2 separate regions of the Mus musculus genome follow, and region 1 is linked to region 2. The links are chromatin contacts, called in public HiChIP or PLAC-seq maps. All regions are on one chromosome and are shown on one strand. Each heading gives the region's core, a stretch centred on a gene start, on an enhancer-like site or on the middle of the called end of the contact. The rest is flanking DNA. Distances are from core to core; before and after follow the strand shown. Region 1 overlaps Sergef (secretion regulating guanine nucleotide exchange factor). Region 2 overlaps Nomo1 (nodal modulator 1).

Evidence for each region. HiChIP or PLAC-seq counts read pairs in DNA pulled down with a chosen protein or histone mark.
Region 1: an H3K27ac HiChIP or PLAC-seq map of trophoblast stem cells shows a contact between it and region 2, with 6 times the contacts expected there. The contact joins two enhancer-like sites. A contact is called at or near these places in 1 of 15 datasets of contacts at CTCF or cohesin (large pre-B cells), 1 of 484 Hi-C or Micro-C datasets (cortical neurons), 6 of 115 datasets of contacts at active chromatin or transcription factors (embryonic stem cells, epiblast stem cells, kidney and 2 more) and 1 of 9 other capture datasets (embryonic stem cells).

The regions. Positions count from the first base shown.
Region 1 is chr7:46,604,398-46,610,747 of GRCm38.p6, reverse strand. The region is part of intron 8 of Sergef (secretion regulating guanine nucleotide exchange factor); the gene reads left to right. Among named protein-coding and RNA genes, the nearest start is that of Sergef, 32 kb to the left of the region's middle. Within about 2 kb of position 3,532, at least 138 of the 459 cell types and tissues checked have an H3K27ac peak or open chromatin away from gene starts, as enhancers often do. A contact at or near this core is called in trophoblast stem cells, where this site is marked.
Region 2 is chr7:46,055,768-46,062,764 of GRCm38.p6, reverse strand. It overlaps Nomo1 (nodal modulator 1), which reads right to left. Exons shown (of 31, transcript NM_153057.4): 13 at 6,029-6,170; 14 at 5,557-5,688; 15 at 4,213-4,349; 16 at 1,799-1,886; 17 at 933-996. Among named protein-coding and RNA genes, the nearest start is that of Gm39010, 18 kb to the right of the region's middle. Within about 2 kb of position 2,599, at least 81 of the 459 cell types and tissues checked have an H3K27ac peak or open chromatin away from gene starts, as enhancers often do. A contact at or near this core is called in trophoblast stem cells, where this site is marked.

The DNA.
Region 1 (6,350 bases), core at 2,283-4,782, 550 kb before region 2:
GTTTTGTGGTCTCAGCGGGGTATGGATTGAAAACATGAAGCCAAATGCAGAGTTCTCTGACATTCTGCACTTTTCTGTGTCACTCAAGAGAGAGCTGGAGTACTGGGTGTTATAGAGAGCCAGAGACAGAGCACCATCCTCCTCACTTAGAAGGTGAGACAACTAAAACTAACCAGAGAAACAAGACTTGGTAACAGCCCTGGACTCCCAGGTCAGTTCTGTTGCCAAGGAACTCTCTCCTCACCGTCCTCCCCAGTCTTAGCAATATTCTCTATGATTTTCTTTCAGACTTATTTTTGTATAGATGGATGTTTTGCCCACGTGTATGTACATGTGCCACGTGTGTACCTGGTGTACCCAGAATTCATAAAGGAGGTTGAATACCCTGAGACTAGAGTTATAAACTGTTGTGAGCCACTGTGTAGATGCTGGGAACCAAATCTGGGTCCTCTGTAAGAGCCGCAAGTGTTTCTCATCACTAAGCCATCTCTCTACTCCCCTCTCCTTAGTAATATTCTTCTAATTGAGATATTTTCCTTACTCCTCTAAAGACAGGGACCATATGTTGATAGGACCTTTTAGATTTTTTTTTTATAAAAATCACAGACCAAGAAATCCTTGATTGCATTTGATGTGTGAGCATCAGTGAATCCCAAGCCCATGTCGGTTCACATGGAATGGAGTTTATACCCGTGATGATTTTTCTGTTTTGGGGCCAAGATCCCATCCAGAATAGGTTGGCAGTATAAATGTATACTCCTTCTTTGGGGCCTTACATCATGAAACCTCAGTGGACCTTAGGGAGGTTCTAACCTTGTGGGTCTATTTAAAGCAGGTGGTTTGGAATGTGTGATGCTTGCTTGAGCTTTTAGGCCTTTGAAAAACTCCGCAGTTGATCGTCAGATGGAACCCAGAGGACACTTTTGAGGTGGGTCATGTGCTTATTACCAAAGCCATAAGCACTTATCCCGGAACCCCTAGCATGCCCACTGGGGGTGGGAGCTCAGCGAATATTTGGTCTAACTTCAGTTCGGAGGCTGAGAAACCAGGAATGGCAGTTCAGGGAAGGACCAGACCTGAAGCTTCACGACTCTCAGTCAAGTGCTCCTTTGGTCCTGTCATTTTCTTGCCACAGACAGCGAGGTGTGGCTTATGTAAACCCAGGAGCCTGGCTACACTTGCTGGTTCCTTCTGTACAGGGACTTGTGCTTCCAGAAAGCCCTGCTGCTCAGTGGAAGAGCACAGCCTGACCCCCAAGTGGACAGGTGTATGGACAGAAGCCAGGGACAAGGTGCAGAAGGCCATGTAGTGACTCACGGGGCAGCATTGCTTTCTGATATTACACCAGCAATGCCATGGACTGCTGTCATTGTATGTCACTATAAAGTGTGGTAACAGGCATTTTCCTGCAGGAAGTTGGCAAGTGGAGTGTTCTTATCCTCATTTCACAGGGGAGTTCCCAGTTGATTGGTTGTATCGCCCTGGTCCATGGAAGTGGACAAAGCTTAGCTTGGACTCACTCCTTTTGTCCACATGTGTCACAGAATGCCCTGACTTCATTACTGAGCTACATTTATTCTTCAGAGAAGCACCTTTCTCTAGCTTTGGACAATGGGTACTTTATTGTCCCAAGTGTCTGGGAAGGACATGTAGTTATCTTGGTCCCCTTAGCATTTGTCTATGGGATGCGGAGCGTGTGGACCCTGCACTGTGCTGTGGAATGCAGGGGACTCTGAAGTCCAGAGCTACCTTCAGAAAGCTTGTGGTTGGATGAACAAATTAAATATTTAGGAGATGAATAAAGAGTGTGGTGGGAGGCCAGAGGAGTGGCCAGGACACCAGGGGCTTTGGGGTTTCTGAGAGGCGCTGTGGCGTGAGTCGAGAGGGAAGGGCAAGCGCTTGTGGTTGGGCTTTGGGAAGGTCACACTTCAATAGGTGGAGTGTGTGCAAGTTGGTTCTCTTGTCTTCTCCTTTCCTCTGGTAAGACTCCCAGGCCCCCGGCTCCTCTTTTTACCTTGTGCTGAGTAGGAGGTCTCAGACATCATGGTCTTTTGGAAACAAAATGACTATGCTTTATTGCCCGTTGAGGGAGTCAGCATGTCACAGCACTAGGAAAGGCCCAGGTTTCTCCTGTTACCACGTGGGACCTGGGAATTGACCTCAGGTGTCAGACTTGGTTGGAGGCCGGTGCCCCTTACGTCGAGCTATCTCGCTGGCCCTGTGGTTATTCTTATGGCCACCCCAGTTTCATTCTGTGACAATAAAACTGGCTTAAGAAGTAATCAGGATCGATATATGTGTTCAGACAGTGATTGTCATGCCATGCACAGCTGCCTGATTTCTAATGACAGAAACCAATGAAACAAAGGGGGGTGGGTTGAAAGAACTCAGGCACAGTCACATGCTGGAGCGTCACACTGCCATTCAGAGGCGCGCTCAGGAGACTTAATGCTACAGGGATAGCCTCGCACGGTACTTTCTAATTCTCAGCTAATGTTATAAAAAGATTAGGAAGAAATATACCAGAATATTACCTCTGATAGGTCTGATTAAAGTGCATTTTATTTTCTATGCTAGCAAGGCAAGACTCTTAAAAACTCTCTGGCTCCCCCTTCATTCGTGTGGCCAGTCAGAGGTTGTAGATATTATTCTTTTTAAATTTTACTTTATTTATTATGTGTGCTGAGGGGCAGGGGGAATGCACACGTGGATGGACAGATCTTCCGGTCTGATGGTAGCCTTCGTAAGGCTATTTCAAAAGGAAAGTGAAAATGGCTTACTCTTTCAGGCCAGGACATGATCCCCTTTTAGTGAGTGAGCGCAGCGTGGATGCCCTTGACGAGTCTCCTCCCTGGACCTCAGTTGAGAGGTCACATGGAGAAGAGGCAAGAGGCTGTAGCAGGAGGCGGGAAAAGTGGGCTCTATTTTTGGCTCAGTCATGAGTCAGCTTGATCAGCTTGGGCTCCTTTGGGCATCCGTGAGCCTTTGTTTCCTCATCTGCAGAGGGGACTTGAAAGTCATGAAAGGTCTTGATGCTCCAGAGTGCATCTGTTCCCAAGGACAGAGGGTTCCTTCACTCTTGTGGGGACAGCTGAGGGGCTGAGCCGGTCGACTCTGTCTTCCTTGGAGTTAGGTACTTTTGGCTAAAGGCCAGTGCAGGGTGGGATTGAGTGGGAGCATGGCTAGCTAGCCAAGCTGGGAGGGGGAAATTGACTTCATCTGGCCACTAGAGGGCAGCATTGTTTGATTACATTCCCTTGAGGAGCCTTGGCTTGCGTGCAGGATTCAGAGTCTAGCATTTTAAAGGAAAAAGGACTTTGGAACACACCCTACAAAACATCAATAAATACATAGCAGATGTGAGATGACAGAGGGAAGGATGGCAGAGTGGTCTGCGTAAAGCCACACGTTGCTTTTTTTTTTTTTTGGCCCTGCATTACGTAGCACAGAAGATGGCTGCAGACAGAGCCAAGGGTATGATATGTGGGCCCTATAAAGAGCAGGCATGTGGTTGAGCGCAGGAAGTCAGGCTCCTGCCTGTAGTGTGTGGTGGAGCGCAGGAAGTACGCATGCATGCATGGCTGCCCCTGTCTTCACCCATCTGATGACTGCGTAGATTAAAACCTAGCTTGTGCTGGCTCCTGGGGCTGTCTCCTGCAGATGTTCTTGCTACCTGCCCTCCAAGGTCCGAGGATGGCAAAGCTTTCCAGCAAGCCTTCCAGCTGGTGCCCAAGCTGTTTGAGTTCGTAACTATTTTCCTGGCTTTGCAAGAAGTGTTTGCAACATTGTGTTCCCACCTTCTGGAGGCTTCCTTTCCTCAGCCCTGGGCTAACTTTAGTTTTGATCTGCAAGTGCCCACTTACCTTAAACATTGTGGTAAAGTAAAATTGTGTACTGTCCTGGGAGCCTGGCAGCTAGGCAACCTTGGGCAGGCCACTTCCTCCCAGTGAGCTCAGTCTCCTACTGCAGCTGCGTCATCTTCGCTAGAGGCGAAAACCTGGCATTGTTTTCTTTTTGTTGTTGTTGTGTTTGGCAATGGATACCCATTGATCTGTGGCCTGGAACAGTGCAGGGTGTGTCCGGCGGTGAAGGAAGAGCCACCTTTAGAGTAGGTACATTCACCCATGGGGCATGCCCAGTGCTTGCCTAAAGCCAAGGGCAGCAGGGTCTGCCCACCACCAGATGGCAGCAATGGGCAGGCAGACAGCCTTGGGGACAAGGTGTGTGTGTGTGTGTGTGTGTGTGTGTGTGTACAGCATTTAGAGTAAGAATTAGCAAGGTCAGAGCTGAAGGGATCTCAAATCCTCGCTGGGCTTTGCTCATGAGATGAGCTGAGGTTGGCTCTTTAGCTGGCTGTCCTATGGGAGAGCCGGAGATTGGGGTCTGAGCTAGAAACAGTGGGGAACAGCAGAGATGCACATTTCTTTGGCTGTCTTGATTCCCACCCACCTACACACAGCATGGGCAAAGGGCTCTGTTTTGACCAGGACCTCCCCTCATTAGTTCTCCTTGAGGTCAAGGCTTCCAAAGCCTTGCTGGAGACAGGCTGAAGAGAGTAACATCCAAGGTTGGAGTAGGGGACCGGTGTTTGCCAGGCACCCGTCATATATCAGCACTCTGCCCAGTTCTGGTTTGTCACATACAGATTCCTCGTAGTGTCCTGAGCTAGGATCCCTTGCCCCTGCACTCCACATGCAGTCCAGGGCTTAGCAGGGTTGAGCGGCCTTTTCAAAATAGCATAGATACTTAAGAAACAACGTGGACCTGTGAGCCCCCCCCCCACCCCGGTCTGGTCTCACCTCTCACCACATTATTTCCCCTCCCTGTGACCTCACTGGGTGTGTAGCAAGTGGCTGTCTTACTTTAGATGGACCGGGTAGCTTAGAAATAACAGAACCTTATTTCCCACAGTCCAGAGTCTAGGAAGTGTTACCAAAGTGCTGGCAGTTCCTCTCTGAGTCTACTCTCCTGGCTCATAGGCAGCCATGGCCTCTGACGTGGCAGAGGGGCGAGCACACCGCTAGTGTTCATGAAGACCCCCACCCTCTGACCTTGTCACCTCCACAGGCCCCTCTTCCTCGCACCATCACGTCAGGCCAGGGTTCCAGCCTATTTTAGGAGGATGCTGACGCTCAACCTCTCACGGTTTCCTAGATCTTAGTGCTGGGAGGAACGGAGCCGAAGATAGTGGAAAGAGGATTGTTGTGGCAAGGCCGTCGGCCCCGCTCAGACTCCTCGATGGCCTGGGAAGGGCTCAGAGGTCACTGGCAGAGGCTGGGGAGCCATTCGAGGAAGTCTCCTCTTTCCTGGGGAGGATTGATTTGTTCCAGAAGTGCTCTCAAAGCGGTCAGGCTGTAATTTTGTCGTCATTTTTAGGTTCTTGACACATGACACCATGCTTTGCCCTTTCTCAGAGACCTTGCAGTGTCTCTCTGGAGCTCTCTGATCAGTGACAGCCAGTTCCCTGAAGTGATCTCAGTGCGTGCCAAGAGGACAGTGGCCCATTTTGAGGAATCTTGGAGGAATCTGCTCCTTTTCAATCTGAAAATGATTTTACCTTAGGCAGCTCTGAAGGGTGAGCTCCGAGTTCCAGTTTGTAGTTGCTGGCACCCAGGGTAAGTCCTTTAGCCTCTCTGGGCCTGCATTTTTCTGCCTGTAAAATGAGAGCCATGATCATAACTTCTCTGCCCCACAGGGTTGGGCTGTTCACTTATTCATAGTTTCTGTCTGCATCCCTTCACACACACACACACACACACACACACACACCCCTCTGCCTTGGCTGAGGTTGGGCAGGGTGTTCCCTGCAGGAGGAGGACTGAGAGGCAGTCTCTACAGTGAGAGTACACTGTGGTGTCCACTGCTTGGTGTAGGCCAGGCAAGGTGGGAAGTCATGGGACATGTGCAGGTGTGGTGGAGTGGGTCCACATGTGCTGCCAAAGCAATGCCAGGGGTTTCCATGAGGGACTGAGTGTATGATAACTAGGAGTTGTACAAGGAAGGGCCCTGCCTCTCTGGCTCTTACAGGCTCTTCTGCCCAGGCTTTAGCCATTGGCTCAGAGTGAGGTGCACTGGACTCTAAGGGAGCCCTTTCCTCTAAGGGTTGGGTCACTCTTAGTATCCATGACATAAGGCTTGAGTCTTCTGGCTCCCTGGTCTGTCTTCTGGTCATTTAGCAAGCCATCACGTTTCCTTTCATCTTGTACATTTTATTACTATGTGGATGTGGATGTCTGTAGGGGGCGAGGGTATATATGTGTGAGCGTGTGTGTGCCATAGCACACACGTGACACATGCAGAAGTCAAAAGACAACTTTCAGCAGTCCTATCTCTTCTACAGTATGACTCCC
Region 2 (6,997 bases), core at 1,350-3,849:
CTTTGTCACTTGACACAAGCGGGAATGGTTGAGGAAGTGCTCCCACTGGGCCGGCTGTGGGCAAGCCTGTGGTTCATTTTCTTGACTGATGGTTGACCTGGGAGGGCCCAGCTCACTGAGGACAGAGCCACACCCAGGCAGGTGGTCTGGAGTGAGTAAGGGAGCAGGCTGAGCAAGCCAAAGGAAGCAAGCCAGTCAACAGCACTCCTCCACGGCCTCTGCCTCCGCTCCTCCAGGTTCCTCCTTCAGTACCTGCCCTGACTTCCTTCCCTTCATGATGGACTGGGATTAGAACATACAAGCCATATAAGCCAACGGTTCCTTCCGAAGTTGGTCTGGTCATGGTGTTTACCACCACAATAGAAACCTAAAGAACACATCCACCAAAGATGCCAAACCTCCGGGCCCTCACTGATGGGAAGGAACTCAGGCTCAGGCCACCATGTTTATATTTTTAGAAGTGTGTGTGTGATCTACTGAGAATAAGGGTGTGATATTTTAAGAACAGAATTAGTTCAAAGACCATTTTTTAACAGCATGGCCCTCCCATCTGAATTTCCAGAACTCTATTATCGTTATTGTTGTGATTTTCACAGGGAGGGTGGAGCCCGTTGAATGGAACACACATGGGGTCAGAGGACAGCCTGTGAGTCCATTTTCTCCTTTCACCTTGACACAGTTTCCCGGTTTCGAACTCTGGTCTCCAAGCTGGCTCAGCAAACACCTTTACTCAGGGAGCCCTCTTGCCGGCCCGCCTCCATTAGGATATCAGAAAACCTATACCGAGATTTCACTCAAATGCCTAATCTTACCTCTTTCAAAGGAAAACAAACAAACGACACCCAACAGAAATACACCCGTGTGCCCGGGAACAGATGAAGAGACAAAAGAGTAAAGCACACACCCCCAAGGCACTCTGTCCCCAAGCTTACGTGTCATAGGTGTAAAAGGCTTGCTCAAACCGGTGGCAGGAGCGGGGAGTCACTTTGTACACACCTACAGAGAAAACCAAGTGTAACTGTCTGAGCCTAGAAGGCTCTGCCAGCACGCGTGCTCGCTAGGGAGGCAGCACGCCTCAGACTGAAAGCTTAAGCTTATCACAGACCTGAGGTAACGGGACTGCGAACACCGGGCGGGCTCTCCTGTGCCACGGGCCCCCTCCTTCTCACCCACTCAGGAGTGCTGACATTGTCGGGAACTCAATGACTCCCTGAGGCTGCACCTGCTCAGACGCAGGTAATGTGCAAAACGGCTACACACAGAGAATGTGCTACGTACACACAGTGGAATATAACTCAGCAGTGAAAAAGAACAAAGCACTGTTATACTACAATGTAGCTCAACTCCAAAACTATGCTACCTCTAAGAAGTCAAGGCTGAGATCAGGCGGAGGCATAAAACGTAACTAAGCTGTAGCCAGGGCTGGGTCTGTGGCCATGACTGAACAACCTGGTCAGCTTGCTGGCAAGCATGTATCACACATCTTAAGGGGATGTATGCTGTTTTTTTTGTTTTTTTGTTGTTTTTTTTTTGTGGTACTGGGGTAAGCTGAGGCTCTGAGAGCACACTGGGTTAGTGCTCCACCACTGAGCCCCGAAGCAGGTGAGCTTCACGCCCTGTAAACTCTATCTTGATCGAGCTGGAGCGGCCGTGGAGGATGGGAGGCAAGGCAGGACATCACATCACTGCAAAGATAGACTGCTGGCAGCAATGTCACTAACATCTCTGAGGGTTTTGGACCCGGGGTCTCCGACCTTCAGGCCCAGGCCGGCGCCACACTCCCACCTCCCAGGCTCACCAGGCTTGGACAGGCAGAAGCGGTTCACTCCCCTGGAGAGATTGTAAATCCCCACATTTTCAGGGCCATTTCCGTCCTGATGAAATTCCTGTAGGGCCAAAGGCAACATGGTGACTCATGGGGAAAGACACTACGGTGATTGAGAATATTTCAGTGGGGCTGGGAAGATGGCTCAGCAGTTAAAAGCATTGGCTGCTCTTCCCGAAGTCCTAAGTTCAATTCCCACATGGTAGCTCACAACCATCTATAAAGAGAACTGATGCTCTCAAATACAGGTGAACATACGGACACAGCAACTCCTACATTAAAAAAAAAAAAAAAAGATTTCCATTTCTGAACTAGCCATCATGTTGGCCCATTATTCATGTAAACAACTGGGTGCCACAAGAAAACTGCAAACCTTCAAAAACTTATGACTGAAATGTGCTATTTGCACTCAGTCAGCTCCTGTGTACAGAGTGGCTGCTCTGGGTCAGACTCAGGTCAGGACCCTTGAGGAGGGCAGAGTGACCTTTTAATTTGGGAAATCAGTGGTTTCAGACAGAATGTAAAGCAGAGAGGCCAAGGCAGTGAGCAGAGGGGCCACCCGCCACAGAGAAGTGTTCCGGAGCTCTGGGGCCCTAACCTTGGGCCCCCGTCTTGGGAGGAAACAGTAGCTGGGCCTCAATGGTGAAGAAGGCTCAGCTCCTCGGGCACAGGGATGCACATGTGAAAGGCCAGCGCAGCAGAGACAAGCAGCTCAGCTAGGACTGAGAAACAAGTGCCACTGGGGCCCTGGGGACCAGTGCACAGGGAGGAAAGGCAGCCTTCCTTACACAGTTCAGACATAGTCTAGAGAGAGCAGAAATCTACAGGGCTTAGGGGGAGGGGTGTCTGTTAGCTGACTCTTGACTGTACAGCAACCCATCCCTGGAATAAAAAGGGTACTTCGGGGTTTGTAGCAGCTGAGGCAGCAGCCTGGCCTTGGAGACACCGGCTCGGGTCCTACCAGTGTCACAAGCAGCCATGCTGTTGCCATCCGCCCAGCTCTCTGGTGGGATCCAACAATGACATTTGCTCCTACCCCTAAGGAACGACAGAGATCATCCCTGAAGCCCCCGTGCCTGCGGCCAAGCAGACAGGCACTGGCCTGCACTCCACTGAGGGAAGCGGGCGACAGAAAGTGCGAGGCCAGCCTGGGCAATGCAGCACAACTCAGCCTCAAAACCAGAAAGAGAAAAGGTGGGAGGGGGCTGGGCAGTTAAGAGCACTGGCTGCTCTTCCCGAGAACCTGGTTCTGATTCCTCCGTGGAGACTCACAGCCATTAGTAACTCCAGCCCTAGAGGATCCATGCCCACATCTGGCTTCCACAAACACAGCACACAGGTAATACAGACACACATAGGCACAACACCCACATACACAAAAGAAAAAAAAACAATAATCTAGGCCAGCTGCGGTTCCGCCCTCTTTAATCCCAGCACTAGGGAGGGCAAGGCATTTGGATCTGCTAAGTTTTGAGCCAGCCTGGTCTACATGGTGAGTTCCAGGACAATCAGGGCTACATAATAGAGAAAGCTGATCTCAAAAACAAACAAACAAAACAAAAACCAAAAAACAACAACAACAAAATAATAATAACTTTAAAAATGGTTTAAGGACCAGACATACAACTCAGCAGTAACCGTTGGCCCAGCATGTCTGAAACCCTGGGTTTGGTCCACAGAACTGCAAAACGAAAATAAAAGGAAAACAAGAGAAGAAGCGAGTGAGTGCGCTCTGCCCACAGGAAGCAGCCTAGAGAACTCAGCTGCACTAGTCAACAGTGTACTGGGCACACCACAGAAATGCTACACACAGCACAGCTTGCTGACCTCCCACAGCCTGAGGAGCGGGCACTGTGATCCCAACGCGGCAGGAAGAGACAAGACCACGCAGCCGCACCGCACCACACCGAGCTGCCCAGCTGCCCACGGGCTGAGGAGGACCTGTAACACTGCAGGCTGAGGATGCCTTCCCTGGCAGGTGGGAACCCAGGGTAGAAAAGGGAACTTGGCTTAACTGTCATTACACTCTTGCTGTGCCAGGCTCCAGCAATTGCTATAAGCCATTTACTTCTCTCTCTCTCTCTCTCTCTCCCTCTCTCTCTCTCTCTCTCTCTCATTCTCTCTCTCTCTCTCTGTGTGTGTGTGTGTGTGTGTGTGTGTGTGTGTGTGTGTAGACCAGAGGGTAACTTGCAGGATTTGAGGCTGAGCCGTCTTGCCCGCCCCGCTGGGCACTCTCTCTGAGGCTGAGCCGTCTTGCCCGCCCCGCTGGGCACTCTCTCTGAGGCTGAGCCGTCTTGCCTGCCCCGCTGGGCCCTCTCTCTGAGGCTGAGCTGTCTTGCCCGCCCCGCTGGGCACTCTCTCTGAGGTCCCTCAGAAGCAGCACATACCAGAGTGATGGCGTGTGAGAGTGCGCAGCGCAGCATGTAACCGGTCTGCCTGAACTCCACCGCAGACACGTCGTCCTCCAGCACTTCCACTTCCAGACTCTTGTTCCTCCAGCACCAGTCCTCATGCATGATGCTTACTGCAAAGCCAACACATGGGGCTGGGGCCTCACGGTGCCGGGCAACTAGGGGCCTGCAGCACTGAGCAACTGGGGACCTGCTAGCTAGCTGCAGAGGAGTACACATGTACTAAACACAGAATTGTGCACTTTAATCCTAGTACTCTGAAGGCTGAAGTACAAGGATTAAGAGTTCAAAGCCAGCCTGTCACCGCAGGTATCTGTAGAGAGACCGGAGGACCTCACTTGACCGCCATCGCAAACCCTACAAGTTTCTGAGTGCTTAGCCCGAGCGTCAAGCCCTGGAGGCCCCGCTTCCTCAGCTCAGTACCCTGTCTAAAAAGAAAATACACTTTACATAAAAATACCTAAGCAGGAAGCAATGTTCAGGGCAGGTCGCTGCCAAAGAAAAACTGACATCAGTGGCCACTGTCACCACAAATAAGGAAATCCATCTAGGCAGAAGATGCCAGGTTACAAGATATTCATGGGCCGCTACACTTTTTGTAAATTGTCTGACTTTTGTTGTTGTTTTGGCAAATTTCAAACTCCTTGACTCAAAAGACTCTCCCTCCTCCGCCCGCCCGGCACCCGGATTCTAGTCAGCTTTGCGGGTCTGGGCTTCTGGACTCTGCCAGGGAACTGTGAGCAGCAACAGTCATACGAGCTCATGGGCACGTCAGGACTCTGTGAAACTAAAGAAACAGGCAGCCAGCTCTTTCTGAGACAGAGAAACACAAGCCCCCAAGAGAAAAGTCTACCTCACTAGGTAGAAGTCTAGTCCCTGCCACCAGCTGCAAGCTGCTCTTCAAAACAGAGGCAAGAGCTGGCTTACCGAGGGCAGGAAGGGCACCAGCGTGGGGCCCTGCCCTGCCGACCAGGCCCTGTGCTCTGCCTCTTAGTCTCTCCTTGAGAAAGGCCACTGTACCGTTTCAAGGGTAAGGTATCGGTCAGGGGAGGAGAAAGAATGACTGGGCAAGGTCACTCTAGCTAGGCCTAAGTGGCAGACATGAGAACAGAACTATCGTGCTCCTTCTGGCATTTAGAAATAAAACAGTTTTTGCCAGGCACCGTCCCAGAGCACATGCAGGGCAGAACCTCTGTGACAAAGGAGCTAACTTGGCAGGTAAGGTCCTGGGACAGAGTTCCCTAGGAGAGGCCTACAGTAAGCCCACAGAGGAGCAGGCTTGGGAGAGCGAGCTCCTGAGAGTATCAGGCCCCATCTTACTTTTGTATCTCCCAGGCAGAACTTTGTCAAAGGTGAAAGTCATGGAGTTGACTTTGCCTGAGAGCTGGAGGCTGCGTTTCTCACCCTGGCGGCTCAGGGACTGCAGGGTCACCAACAGGTCACCGCAGGTATCTGTAGAGGAGAGACCGGAGGACCTCACTTGACTGCCATCGCAAACCCTACAAGCTTCTGAGTGCTTAGCCTGAGCGTCAAGCCCTGGAGGCCCCGCTTCCTAAGCTCGGTACAGTGAGTGACCCAGTTCCCAGCACCCCGAGGCTGTGGTCAGCAGCAGGCAGTGACGCCCTGGCAGGGGGTCGGGCCCTCCTCTACACCTCTGCTCAGCCCCTGCAGACCTACCAAGACAGGATGGGACAGACCACCTTTCTCTCCACCCCCTTCAGAACCGCCTGGGCCCAGCTCCTCCCACTGCCCACTCTGAACTAGAGGCTCTCACGTGCAGTTGATACCTTACCCAGACAGGAGACTTTCCCGGAAACCGATGCCAGAAACTGCACGAAGGCCACATCCATCACAGGCCTGTTGGTCACAGTGAGGGGGAATACCTGCGGCTTCAACATCAGCCCTGCTCTGGTCTCAGCCTCGGGTACCACCACCTGTGAGCACACGAGACACTGGAGCAGGGCGTCTCAGCCTTCCTCACGGTGTGGCGTCCCCAACCATAACTTACTCTTGTTGCTACCTCACAACCGTAATTCTGCTGCTGTTATGAATCATAATGCAAGTATCTGCATTTTCCAATGGTCTTAGGTGGCCCCTGTGAGAGGGTCACTCAACCCCAAAGAGGTCACAGCCCACAGGCCCACAGGTTGAGAACTGCTACACTAGAGGTTGCAGGGAACAGCTCTCCCTCGGCCTACGAGGTGCTAGAAGCTTCACCTGAGCCTCAAGCTAAGCAGACAGTGAAGGGTGAAGGTTGTAATCACAGCAAACCTAAGAAGTAATATTTTTATAGTAACACAGTCCTAGCCGGGCACAGCAGCACCAGCCTGCAATCCACATTCAGGAGGCCGAGGCACAAGGAACACCCAAGGCCCGAGTCAGCCTGGGCTGTGTGAAACCAAGTCTCAGAGAGAGGCTGTGTCTGATGCCTCCCGAGGCGCCTGCAGAATTAGCTCACTCTTTTTCCATGTACTTTTCTTTTTCTTTTCCTTTTTTACGATTTTATTTATTTTATGTATGTGAGTACACTGTAGCTGTCTTCAGACACACCAGAAGAGGGCATCAGACCCCATTACATATGGTTGTGAGCCACCATGAGGTTGCTAGGAATTGAACTCAAGACCTCTGGAAGAACAGTCAGTGCTCTTAACTGCTGAGCCATCATCTCTCCAGCCTGTACTTATTTTCTTGTGCGTTGCTTTAAGACAGAGACTACGTGGCCCGGGCTAGCCTGAACTTCACAGTCCTGTTTCAGCCTCCC